2 separate regions of the Sus scrofa genome follow, and region 1 is linked to region 2. A link is a contact called in public Hi-C data. All regions are on one chromosome and are shown on one strand. The core of a region is the stretch at or near the end of the contact, and the rest is flanking DNA. Distances in the headings are between cores, read along the strand shown. Region 1 overlaps MDGA1 (MAM domain-containing glycosylphosphatidylinositol anchor protein 1). Region 2 overlaps TBC1D22B (TBC1 domain family member 22B).

Evidence for each region. A called contact is a pair of places that touch in the nucleus more often than the background predicts.
Region 1: a contact with region 2 is called in a Hi-C map of heart right ventricle, with 5 times the contacts expected there. The contact joins two enhancer-like sites. A contact is called at or near these places in 1 of 5 promoter capture datasets (liver) and 14 of 47 Hi-C or Micro-C datasets (alveolar macrophages, embryonic fibroblasts, fetal liver and 9 more).

What each region holds. Positions count from the first base shown.
Region 1 is chr7:33,248,802-33,255,019 of Sscrofa11.1, reverse strand. All of the region lies in intron 1 of MDGA1 (MAM domain-containing glycosylphosphatidylinositol anchor protein 1), which reads left to right. Among named protein-coding and RNA genes, the nearest start is that of MDGA1, 17 kb to the left of the region's middle. Within about 2 kb of position 2,144, at least 20 of the 83 cell types and tissues checked have an H3K27ac peak or open chromatin away from gene starts, as enhancers often do.
Region 2 is chr7:32,898,191-32,905,410 of Sscrofa11.1, reverse strand. All of the region lies in intron 12 of TBC1D22B (TBC1 domain family member 22B), which reads right to left. Among named protein-coding and RNA genes, the nearest start is that of RNF8, 30 kb to the left of the region's middle. Within about 2 kb of position 5,825, at least 1 of the 83 cell types and tissues checked has an H3K27ac peak or open chromatin away from gene starts, as enhancers often do.

The sequences.
Region 1 (6,218 bases), core at 895-3,394, 350 kb before region 2:
AAGCTCTGAGAGCAGAAGATCGCCCCTTCTCTCTGCAGGCAGGATTCTCTGCAGGTAACGAGGTCTGTTGCATTCTGTCCCTTCCTTCTCCTGTGGGCCATGATCAGGCCAGCCTGCCTCCCTGAAGATCCCTGTGCCTTCTGGGTCAGGATCAGAACAGCACCTCCCTCCTGTTGTGAATTTCTGTCTTTTCACTACCAACTGGGACCTGAGATTAATTAATTAAGTAAATATTTACTGAGCACCTCCTATGCTCCTGACACTGTTCTAGTTCCTAAGGAGTCAGCCTAGAGCAAGACAAAGAGATGGTCTAGAATCACAGGCTTGTGGAATCAGAGCCTGGAGGGATCTTAGGGCAAAACAAATCATTTGACAGAAGAGAAATCTGAGGTAGAAAGAGGCCACACAGCAAAGAAGGAGCCCAGCTTGGAATCCTGGAAGGTCAGAGGTAACAGGCCTGGGGGTCCCCTGGCCCCTGGCTGCTCAGTTTAAGAGGCAGAAACCAGTGGTCAGATGGGAGTTCCCTTGAGGCACAGTGGGTTGAAGATCCAGCATCGTCACTGCAGTGGCTTAGGTCGCTGCTGTGACATGGGTTTGGTCCCTGGCCTGGGAACTTCCATATGCTGTGGGCACAACCAAGGACCACACCAACCTCTACCTGCCAGTGAACACACCTTCTCTCTCACATCTATCTTCCAAGTCAGATCTGGGCTTTAGGTTACTGAAGGGAGTGTGTGTGTGTGTGTGGTGTTTATGCACACGTGCATACATGTGGCTTCACGTGCCAAGGCCAGCAGGCAGGAGACATGAGAGGCTTTCTCTAGATCAAACCACCCCACCTTCTGGGGCATTCAAGAGGCTGCAGCGAGTTCTCCCCGTCCCTCCTGCTTCTCCCCGGCTCCCCTGCAGCCATGGCCCCAGGCATTGCCCACTGGTACAGCGGGAGGGCTCCACACCAAGGGATGCCCTTATGTGCCTGAAGCAGCTTGACACCGACACCGGCCTGGCTCACTCCCTCGCTTTCACAGGAGCTGAGGGAGCAGGGGGCTCTGAGGCTGCCCAGGCTGAGTGTGGGCTGCTTCCCCCCCTGGCCAGTCTCCTCCCCTCATTTCCTTGGAGCTGAGGCCAGTGAAGGCTGTAGCTCCTCCAGGCCCCCCTGCAGGATTATAGAACCAGGCTGAGGGGTGAAAGGAGTGATTGGTGGGGAGCCCTGGCTGCTGGTGGAGATCATTGTGTGTGTGTGTGTGTGTGTGTGTGTGTGTGTGCGCGTGTGCACGCACAGAACCAGTGACATGAGATAAACTGCTCTCACCAGGCTCCTCAACAGGAGCTGAATACATTGCCCAAGCCCTCCCTGCCCTGGGCACAGACGCTTCATCAGTACTTTTCGTGCACTCATAGATACACGTGGGCGTGTGTGTGCTGAAGGTGTGGGTGCGTGTGACAATGCACACAGACCGTGTGTTTACGTGCAGGGAGTCATGTGTGTATGTGGCGGGGGACTGCAGACCTCCTTGGGGACTTCTCGGGTCCACCTTTATCCCACTGCTCCTCCGGGAAGCCCCTGGTCGTCCTTGCCTTGTTTCCCAGCTGGGGGCAGGAACGGGCATCCAGCACTTAGGACCATCACCCGAGCGCTTCTGTCCAGCCTGGGTTATAGCTGCCCCCGCCCCCTCTAGGAGACCTGAAGTGGGGGCAGGGACAGGCCGAGGCTGGCCTGAAGCTCCTGGCTAATTTTCCCGGCCTCCATCGATCCAGCAGCTTCTCCTGAGTCTATTAGCAGTCGGCGAGTGAAAATATCCCCCATCGCAAGCCCTGACCTGAGACAGGGAGGAATCCATAGCAATTTGTTCAAACAGAGGAAAGCGTTTCCCTCTGATTTGTATTCCAATTTATTCCAGGCAGGAAAGGGGTCAGGGTGGGGGGATGAGCCCTGGCACGGCCAGAGCTGGGCCCAGGCCACCCCCTCTGCCCCCCATGCCAGTCCGGGTGGCAGCTGGTGCTCCCCATGGTTCCTGGGGTGGGGGTGAGGAAGGGAGGGTGGGCCCCAGCCGGGGGACGGGAAGAGAGACCCGCCAGCCTTCCCAGCAGGCCCCGCTTGGCTGGAGAGCTCAGTTGTGGGTTTGGTTTTTACAAAATACAAAGCCGCCCGCTTGGAGCCTCTCTTCCCAGGCACTGGGGTCTGTGCCAGGCGTGCGCTCACCCGCTGTGCCCGTGCCAGGGTGGGGGCTGGGCTGGGCGCACGGACACAGTGGCCCCAGCTGGGCTGAGTGGCTGGGATGCTTCTTCTCCCGAAGTCCTGCCCAGCCAGCCTCGGAGGAACAGAGCTGCTCAGGCTCGGAGGGGCACTGGCACCTTGGAAAGGCCCCTTGCAGGGCAGAGGGGCCCTCAGAGGGATCCCTGAGCACATCTGCGGTGTTCATGCCTCACTCCAGGTCTGAGCAAATTGGAGTTCACGCTTGTCCTAACCAGGAAGTCTCTCGAGCACCTATGATAACAAGGGCCCTGGCTGACATGTATTAAGTACCAGCCACTTGCTGGGCACTGTGCTAACGCCGCCAAGCCCCCAGCTTTTGCAGGGCCCAGGCTTCTTCCTGCACCTCACTTTCCCGCATCTTCTGCATGCTTCCGTCACCTCCTGCACCCACCTCTGCTCAGTGTTTCTCAGTTTCTCCTGGGAGTCCCTTCTCTCTTCCCACTTGAGGGTGGCCCTAGTGATCGAGGGGCTCAGGATGGGTGCCTCTGCAGCCCCCCTTTTCCAGAGGGACTTCACAAACAGGCTAGCTGCCTTTCTTCTGGGTCACTCCTCTCTGCCCCACCTCGCCTTCCCCGCCCCGCCAAGGGCCCCAGCCTCTGCAGAAGTGGCTCCATGGCAACCAGAGAGGAGGATTCTGGGAAGGGTCAGCCAAGTGGTCCTGCAGCTCCCCCACCCCAGGCCCCTGCCCTCCACCATTTCCATTCCCTCCTGCCTCAGCGCCCCCAGGGAGCAGAGTAACTGGAGAAGTTCTTCACACTGAGGTGTCAATGACTAGCAGCTCTGAGGTCAGCTGTCGCACATGACTGCCAGGCTCCATGACACCGCCAAGGTCTAATTTCAGAAGCAAGCAACTAAATATATCAGAGTCCATGAATAGTCATCTTTCTCACTCAGGCGGGAGTGTAGGGAGGCAGCGTGGCCTGAAGGCTCGGATCAGAGGCTTCTGAAATAGATCAGGGTTCGAGTCCTGCCTCAGCTGCTCTTTGGTTGTGTAATCTGGGCAGGTTGTACTCTGTGCCTGAGTTTCCCCAGGCACAAGATGGTGATAATAATAGCACCTTCCTTGGAGTTCCCATGGTGGCTCAGCGGTAACGAACCTGACTAGTATCCATGAGGATGCTGATTCCATCAACACCAGATCCTTAGTGAGGCGCAGGAAGAAGCCTGGGCCCTGCAAAAGCGGGGGGCTTGGTGGCGTTAGCACACTGCCTAGCGAGTAGCTGGTACTTAATACATGTCAGCCAGGGCCCTTGTTATCATAGGTGCTCAAGAGAGACTTCCTGCTTAGGACAAGCGTGAGCTCCAACTTGCTCAGGAGGTTAAGGATCTAGCGTTGCTGTGAGCTGTGATATAGGTCGCAGATGAGGCTCAGATCCCGCATTGCTGTGGCTGTGGTGTAGGCCGGCAGCTGCAGCTCCAATTTGACCCCTAGCCTGGTAACTTCCATATGCTACAGGTATGGCCCTAAAAAGAAAAAAAAAAAACCAGCGCCTTCCTCAGGGGGCTGTGGCAAGGCACCACTCAGTGGGTTAAGGATCTGATGTTGCCCTGAGCGTCAGTGTACATTGCAAACGGCTTGGTTCTGGTATTGCTGTAGCTGTGGTGTAGGCTGGCAGCTGAAGTTATGGTTTGACTCCTGGCCTGGGAACTTTCATATGCCTAGGGTGCAGCCCTAAAAAAAAAGTTCCCTTTGAGCTATTTTACCAGTTGGGAGATAGGTGTGTTTTGCACCCAGCCCTTTACTGCTCCTCCCGTCGCTGCCCGTTCCAGAACTCACCTTCCTCCTAAGAGGCAACTCCCCCTCCTCTGTCCTCAGCCCCTAGGAGCCTCCTAATGGCAATGATTTTTCTGTCCCTTGCTGTGATTGAACTCTGGGCCAATTGGCCTCCCCCATCTACAGGTCCTTCACTTTTTCTCCCCTAGCCTACTGGGTTTCAAGTCATTTACAGGTTGTGCAGAGGCTCAGCATTATAATCAGATCCTACGGTGCATGCCACTTATGTGGTTTCTAAAATTTTAGCCAAAAAAGGTGAGAAATCCTTCAATGATGGAGAAAAAAAAATAATGAGAATACTTAAGGTGGGGGGGGCAGGTATTACATTTCCATTTCCTGGTTTATAAATATACCGGATGGTAAAGAAAATATGTTCTCCAACTTTATGCCTCCAGAATTGACTCTTGAAAAAAAAAAGGATTGTTCATCCCTTTCAGGAATTTAACGTGCTTTCCCTCCCAGGGGTGTTCTCCTTTCAGAAGGGACACAGAAGGAGAATGAACAGGAGTTCCTGTCGTGGTGCAGTGGTTAACCAATCTGACTAGGAACCATGAAGTTGCGGGTTCGATCCCTGGCCTTGCTTGGTGGGTTAAGGATCCGGCGGTGCCGTGAGCTGTGGTGTAGGTCACACATGCGGCTTGGATCCCGCATTGCTATGGCTCTGGCGTAGACCGGTGGCTACAGCTCCTATTAGACCCCTAGCCTGGGAACCTCCATATGCCGCGGGAGCGGCCCAAGAAATAGCAACAACAAAAAGACAAAAAAAAAAAAAAAAGAGCTGAAGGAAGCAACAACGGTGTGAGCTCTGGACGTCTGGGGAAGAGCAGTCCAGCAGAGGGAGCTGCAAGTGCAAAGGTCCTGAGGTGGAAGTAGGCTTGGCCTGCTTGAAGGGCCACAGGAAAGCAGCACGGCTACAGCCCAACCGGAGGTGGGGATGGCAGCAGATGCAAGGCATGGCAGGCGGTTGAGAAAAGCTATGCCTTTGACTTGAAGTGGGATGGGAGCCACAGTAGGATTTTGAGCGGAGGAGGATTGAGAGCTGACTTATTGTTGTAGGGATCCCTCTGGCTGCTTGTGGAGAACAGACTGTACCAAACAAGGGAGGAAGCAGGGTAGACCTCCGGATGGAGGCTGCGGTAAAGATCCAGGCCGGAGACGGTGGTGGTGGCTAGGACCAGGTTGGTGTTGCAGGAGTCAGATTAGGAATCAGTTCCGAAGGTCGAGCTGGTAGATTGGGCATGGGGTGTGGAGGAGAGAGGTCGGAGGTGAATCCCCGGTTTCTGGCTAATGGTGTGTTTTCACTGATGGCGGGTGAGGAATGGCTCTCAGGCACTGGGGACGTTGAGGGGCAGTACGTGCCACCCTCCCGAGGTCAGGGGTCGTCGAGAGAGGCAGAACGCTAATGCCCCTTGCATCTCTGCTCCCAGGTTTGTTTGGGTTTTCTTTTGGCTTTACCTGAGGCATGTGGAAGTTCCCAGGCCAGGGATCAAACCTGCACCATAACAGTAACCCGGCTGTAGCAGGGACAACACCTGATCCTTAACCCTCTTGGCTGCCAGGGAACTTTGCTCCCTGGTTTTTAACCCTTCAGAGTTCATTCTCCTCCCACCTTCTGAGCTGGGGTGAAGGTCCAGCCTGGAAGAACTGGACGAGGGCTGCTTTAAGAGCTTTCAAGCAGGAGTTCCCGTTGTGGCACAGTGGTTAATGAATCTGACTAGGAACCATGAGGTTCTGGGTTCAATCCCTGGCCTTGCTCAGTGGGTTAAGGATCTGGTGTTACCGTGAGCTGTGGTGTATGTTTCAGACGTGGCTCGGATCCCACGTTGCTGTGGCTCTGGCATGGGCTGGCCGCTACAGCTCTGATTAGACCCCTAGGCTGGGAACCTCCATATGCCACGGGAGCGGCCCTAGAAAAGGCAAAAAAGACCAAAAAAAAAAAAAAAAAAAAAGAGGTTTCAAGCAGTCAAAGAGTTCCCGCTATGGTGCATCAGAATCAGCAGCATCTCCAGAGCACTCAGACACAGGTTCAGTCCCCGGCCTAGCACTGTGGGTTAAGGATCCAGCATTGCTGCAGCTGGTGGGCATAGGCTACAACTGCAGCTCAGATCTCATCCCTAGCCTGCGAACTCCATATGCTGTGGCGCCACCAAAAAAGGGGAAAAAAAGAGAGAGATTTCAAGCAGTCAG
Region 2 (7,220 bases), core at 4,576-7,075:
TGATTATAGAAGGCAACCAGGTTTGGGGTAACCTTTAGAAGGATTAAAAGGCCCTTGAAGGAATAAAAGCACTCTTGGGATGCAGGTCTAATAGCAAGGTCCCAAGGAAGGGAACCTCTAGATGTCACACTGAGTGACCTTTCATTACATAAAGACAGATCTGTAAAATGGAATACCCTGCATCCAACTTATTATTTTAATGTTTTTACAATTTTTGCACAAACATGTACTCATGTAATGTGCAAAAAATACAAAAATGGGAGAAATTACGCCAGAGCCACAGCTACATGGGATCTGAGCTGCGGTGGCGACCTACACCACAGCTCAGGGCAATGCCGGATTCTTAACCCACTGAGCGAGGCCAGGGATCAAACACAAAACCTCATGGTTCCTAGTCAGATTCGTTAACCACTACACCATGACCAGGAACTCCTGGATCTATACTTTTTGATATTATAGAACATCCACTATATTTTGTAAGTGATAAAAAGATGTTACAAAGTATATAAAATGTTTCCATTAATGGTTATGTACATACAATACGTATTTATTCATATAAATTTGCATGGCCAAACGTCTTGGAGATATATCATGGTAAGATTTCAGGTACTTTTTGGTTTTTTTTACTGTTTTTTTTTCTAGTTTTTCTATAATGGTTATAAACACATAATTGATAAGCAAGAACAACCAACGAAGGGGTGATCTCTCTAGAATAGTCTTTGCTAAGACAGCATCTACCTGTAGTTTTCAATTCTTTCAGTCTTGCTAGAAACCTACCAGAAGCCTTGAAATAATTCTGCCCCTGACCAAATTACCTCCCTGCTCCCCCAAGGCAGTGAGGCTTAGGTGTGAGGAACCATTCTGCCACCTGGTGGCTATGCCCTGGAACTGCACCTCCCACACAGCGCTGTAAGAAGGTCCACAGATGAAAGAATCGCCGAGGAAGAGGAGGACCATGAAGGATGATCATCACAACGGTAGTTATCATTTATTGAGTGTTCATTGCTCATTAGATGAGGTTCTGTACATGCACTCTGTATTACCACATTGAACCCTCTCATCAACTCTGCGAGGCACACATTATTACCTCCACTTTACAGACAAGGAAACTGAGGCACAGAGGTCAAGGGACTTGCCTGGAGTCACAGAGCAGTGCTGGGTTGAGATGTGAACCCAGGCAATCATGTTCTACAGTTTCTGCTCACAACCACTAAACTATATACCGCATGCCTGGAGTAAGAAGAGAAGCGGGGTGTGATGGAGAAGAAATGAAAAGAGAAGTCATAAGGAAGTCTGGAAAAGCTGATTAATTCTACTTGGATAAGGGCCAAGAACAATCAAACATAGCACGTGTAGGAGTTCCCGTGTGGCGCAGCAGAAACAAATCCAACCAGGAACTACAAGGTTGTGGGTTCCATCCCTGGCTCGCTGAGGAGGTTAAGGATCTGGCATTTCCGTGAGCTGTGGTGTAGATCACAGACTTGGCTCAGATCCCACGTTGCTGTGGCTGTGGTGTAGGCCGGCAGCTGTAGCTCTGATGCGACCCATAGCCTGGGAACTTTCACAGGCCATGGGAGCGGCCCTAAAAAGCAAAAAACAAAAAACAAAAAACATAGCACGTGTAATAATTAATAGTAAAGGAACTTAAAAGTTCACATTATATACTATTAAACATTTATACTGTGTGCAGAATCACCTAGCAATACCAGAACATTCTTTGCAAAAGTAGTGTACTCAGACATGTAAAAATACTTTCCTAGTCAAATAAGGCGTTTTTTTTTTTTTTTTTTTTTCTTTTTTCTTTTTTGTCTTTTTAGGGCTGCACTAGCAGCATATGGAAGTTCTCAGGCTAGAGGGGTCAAATCGGAGCTGTAGCTGCCGGCCTACACAGCTCACAGCAATGCTGGGTCCTTAACCCACTGAGTGAGGCTGGGGATCGAATCTGCGTCCTCGTGGATACTAGTCAGGTTTATTATCACTAAGCCACAACAGGAACTCCCTCAAATAAGTATTTTGAAATAAATTTCTCTTGTTTTGAGAATCAGCGAGGTAGCAAAACACTTCCCTTGGTTTCAATTACTTTCAAAAACATGTCCTTGTATGTAAATTTTCTCAGAGTCAAACTTATTCATAGGCCCCTGGAGTCCACACACCTCATAGGTTTAGCAAGTTTCCCCTGTTTTGTTTACGTGTTGCAGAGCTGCACCCCTGCCAGCTTGCTCATCGTGGAAGATCTCTAGTTCCCAGGGTTGCCTCTGAACCCTTCTTCAGGACAGGACTCAAGCTGGCAATTTACTGGATCCCTGTGAAGATGGGGCCTACGTTTGGGCAACGTTCCACAATCCTAGGCTTGAGTTCCTGCACAAGTGGTGGGTGGAAGCCATCTGGCTCAGGGGATTTATTTACATTCGGTTTGTTATTTAGGCCTGGAACATCCCCTAGGCTTAGTGCTATTTCATTGACTAACTCTGACCTGTCTCCACAAAAGTCACTTTCAGGGTGACAGGAAATCTCGCCAAGGTTTTCTTCTACAAGATGAAAGCAAAGGATTCTGACACCAGGTGCTACTCTGGTTTAGAGCATCAGCTGGTCCTACCAACTCCCTTGCCAGTTCAGTGCCCTTTTTATGTATTTAAAGGAACTTTGAATATCAGTCTTGGAGTTCCCTGTACAGAGCTTCTCAACATCACTTCTGAGCCATCTGAGGGCTTCCTGGCACCTACCCAGACATCTCTGTGAGGTCCCTTGTTCTTTTCCCAAGGGGACTTCTCAAGCTGTAGGTGACCAGGCATTTACTTAGGTGGCTATTCTGACTTACATAAAATAATGTATCTAGGAAATTATTATCTCCATTTTACAGATGAGGAACTGGAGGCACAGAGGTTAAGGAACTTGCCCAAGGTCACAGAGTAGTGCTTGGGTGGGACGTGAACCCGGGCTTCTGTTCATAACCACTGTACTACGGCCTGCTTGTCTCAAGTAACAAGGAGAGAAGCAGAGCATGATGGAGAAGGAATGAAAACAAGAGAAATCACAGAAAAGGCTGTTTGAAGGAAATCTGGAAGAACTGATTAATTTTACTGTGAAACGGAGGTAATAATTTCCTCGATCTATTATGTCATAGTTGAACAGTTTTCAGGCTTCCTGTGGGTTACTTTGTTCTAAATTTTTCTTTTCTTTAACATAAATTATTCTTTCTTTTTGGCCGTGGTGTGCAGTGGCTTGATGTGGGATCTCAGTTCCCAGACCAGGGATTGACCCCAGGCCGAAGCGGTCAGAGTGCCGAGTCCTAACCACTGGACAGCGGGGACTCCCCGTCCCACCATCAGTGGCCTCATGACAAAGTGAACTACGTGCTCTTCTCCTATCAAGAGCTCTCCTGTCGTTTCTTTAAATTACTTTTAATGTGGCATAACTTGCATACAGGTACACAAATCGAAAGTGTACAGCGGGATGACTTTCTACATAAGTAACCACCACCCAGACCAAGATGGAGAACATTTCCTGTGCCCAAAAGACTCACATCCCTCCCCAGTCGATACTCTCTTTGCAACCGCTGACCTGACCTAAACCCTCAATTAATTTCGTCTCTTTTTGAACTTCATGCAAATGCTGTCTTACAACCTTATTTCCAAAATCATCATGACACCTTTAAATATATTTTAGTGGCAAAAAACTAGCTTAACTGGGGATCCTTGGGGAAGTGGTTGATTCCAACGTTGGGGCAAAAAAAAAAAGATAAGCTGGGATCATTTTGTGGTGTCAGAAAGTAAAGAAATGCTTTAAAGATAATGGAGTCAAAGGAGTCGACTTACAGGAGCACCCAAGGGCCAAAGCTGGGACAATGTGAACAGAAAAAAATAAATAATGACGGTGTTGGAGTTGCCTAATGACCTAGTGGTTAAAGATTCGGCATTGTCACTGCTGTGGCTTGGGTTGGATCACTGGCCCAGGAACTTTAACATTCTGCAAGCTCGGCCAATAAATACATAAATAAATACAAAGAAATTTCAGTGTCTCCCCAGAAAATACTTATTTCATTCTTTTGTCTTTTTGCCTTTTAGCGCCACACCCATGACATTTGGAGGTTCCCAGTCTAGGGGTCCAATTGGAACTGCAGCTGCTGGCCTATGCCACAGCAACACCAGATCCTTAACCCACTGAGTGAGGCCAGGGATCAAACCCGTGTCCTCATGGATGCTAGTCGGGCTTGCTAACCGCTGAGCCATGATGGGAACGCCTGAAGATACTTATTAATTACCTAGGGTTAAAAAGCAACTGTACAGTGGAGAAGCCTGGTAGACCCGCCTACACCAAGCAGTCAGGGCAGCAGTGATGACTGGACAAGACGGTCTCCGGGATGGCACATCACCTCTGTGGTTTCTTCACTTTGAAAAGGATGACCCTGGGAGTTCCTGTCGTGGCGCAGTGGTTAAGTGGTTAACGAATCCGACTAGGAACCATGAGGTTGCGGGTTCGGTCCCTGCCCTTGCTCAGTGGGTTAACGATCCGGTGTTGCCGTGAGCTGTGGTGTAGGTTGCAGACGCGGCTCGGATCCTGCGTTGCTGTGGCTCTGGCATAGGCCGGTGGCTACAGCTCCGACTCAACCCCTAGCCTGGGAACCTCCATATGCCTCGGGAGCGGTCCAAGAAATAGCAACAACAACAAAAAAGACAAAAGACAAAAAAAGAAAAAAAAAAAAAAAGAAAGAAAAGGATGACCCTCAACTGCACCACGAGTAAGGCAACTCCAAAGTAAGGAACATTCTACAAGCTAATTAACCACCTCTTCAAAAATTTTGAAAATTTTCTTCGTCATGGAGAACAAAGATGAGAAGCCTGGTCCAGAAAAAGGACATTAATGGAGAAACTGGTAAAACTCAAAGACTGTAAATGAATAACACTATATCACAACAAAATTCCTGGTTGGTTAATTGCAGCATGGTGTTTAAGATGTAAATATTGGAGTTCCCGTTGTGGCGCAGTGGTTAATGAATCTGACTAGGAACCATGAGGTTGCGGGTTCGGTCCCTGCCCTTGTTCAGTGGGTTAACAATCCAGAGTTGCCGTGAGCTGTGGTGTAGGTCGCAGATGCGGCTCGGATCTCGCGTTGCTGTGGCTTTGGTGCAAGCCGGCAGCTACAGCTCCAATTCGATCCCTAGCCTGGGAACCTCCATATGCCGCAGGAGCGGCCCAAGAAATGGCAAAAAGACAGAAAAAAAAAAAAAAAAAAAAGATGTAAATATTAAGTTGATATTAACATTTTTATAAGTGTAAAATTATTTCAAAATAAAAAGTTAAAAAAAAGGAATCGAGACGAAACTTTAAAATATGTGGCTTGAAGGGAGAAAAGAGTCCCATTGTTATTCTATGGGTTGCTGCAGAAAGACCTCAAATCCCATCGGATAATCAAAGATGCTACCCAGTAAAGAATACCTCAATGTCTAGCAAAGTTTTAAAGTCATAGACTATTTTTTGTTTGTTTTTGGTTTTTGGCTGCGCCCGGGCCAGGGATCAGACCTGGGCCACTGCAGTGACGATGCCCGATCCTTAACCCAGTGTACCACAAAGAGACTCCTAAAGTCACAGACTATTGTCCTATGCTCTGCTGACACTGTGAATTGCTAAAGCCACCTGGGAATCACCTTCACCTCCCTGAGCTAATCTGGGAGGCACTTTTATTACACATGACAAGGCCCTCTGTGCCTGGCTCGTGAAAACCAATTAGACCTCATGCTCCACCTCAACCATGTTATCTAAAGTGATAGCTCACGATGCACATGGCCAGTCCAGCCCCTTGTCCTCATCTGTCCCAGGGTATCACACACTCTGCTGGCTGGCAGAAGCCAATGCTCTCTACCCGCTGCCCGCAGCCTCGGCCCCACAGCTAGCGCCTACTCAGAGACCCCCTTTGCCCCTTTCTTCTGAAGCCCTTCCTTGGGCAAGTCAGTCCTTCCTGCCTTTCCATCTATCAGCTGAAAGCACCAATTACAGAGTGGGTCTGCCCAGGGTGCTGCTGCTCTAGAGAACACCCAGGGTAATAGCCAGAACTCAGAAAAGCATCCACCTTCTCTGGCTTCCCCCGCTCCCACTTTTAAAACAAATACACGCCCCTTAAAACAAACAAACCATCCCTCAGTTCAGCAAAGCACAGAGCCCACTGCCGTCCTCATGACCAGGAACCACGCCCAGGCCTCTCTCTGCAGACCTCGGCGCCTGCCGTCTCTCTCAATCCCCACTCCCCGTCCCCTCTCCTGGGCCTCCCACCACCTGACACATCACTGACACATTCCCGTCCCCACCCCAGGCTTCCAGGATGCGGCGTACCCACCTTGCTCCTCGCCTCTCTTCCGTGGCCTCCTGTGCGGAGGGTGCCTTGGGCCCTCCTCACTCTGTCCGCTCATAGCTCCTTAGGAGCTCACCCTGGCTTCAAGGACCCCCAAGCTGAAGGCTCCTAAACCTAAATGTCCAGCCCAGCCTTCTCACTTTTAATCCAGACTCAAGATTTATTCTACCCAGCCACGTCTAATGGCATTTAAAATACTACACACCCCAAGATGACCTCCTGACCTCTGTCCGTTAACCTGCTCCTCCTGCAGCCTTCTCACAAACTGAAGTCACCCTGACTCGTCCCTGGTCATCCTCCACACCCAATTCCTCAGGAATCGCTGCTGGCTATACTGACAGAACATATCCAAGATGAGGCCACATGTCACACCTCCCTCCCACTCCAGCCTCAGGCCTCACCTGGAGGCCTCCTGGATGGCCTCCCTGCCTCCACCCTTGCCCACACCTGCAGGCTACACAGAAGCCAGAGCATCCTCTGAAACCCCAGCAGACCATCCCCTCCGTTGCTCAAGATGTCTCACGGCTCCCCTTCCACACAGAGAAAACCCCAAGTCCTTACTCTGGCTATGAGGTCTTCATGATCTGGGTCCCTTGTGACTCTTCTGGCCTCACCTCTTCCACTCTTCCCTTGGGCCACTCTGCTCCAGGCCACACTGGCCACCATCATGGTTCCACAAAGCCCAGGCACATGGTGACCTTACGACCTTTGCAGGGTGCTTCCTGCTGCCTGGACGCTTTCCCCCAGGTGTCCACATGTCTCATACCCTCACCTGCCCCCAGCCTTTCCCAAGTGTCACCTCCTTTATCCAGCCTCTGCTTTATTTGAACTGTGACCTGTCCCTTCCTGACCACCTCATAATCCCTTTATCCTGC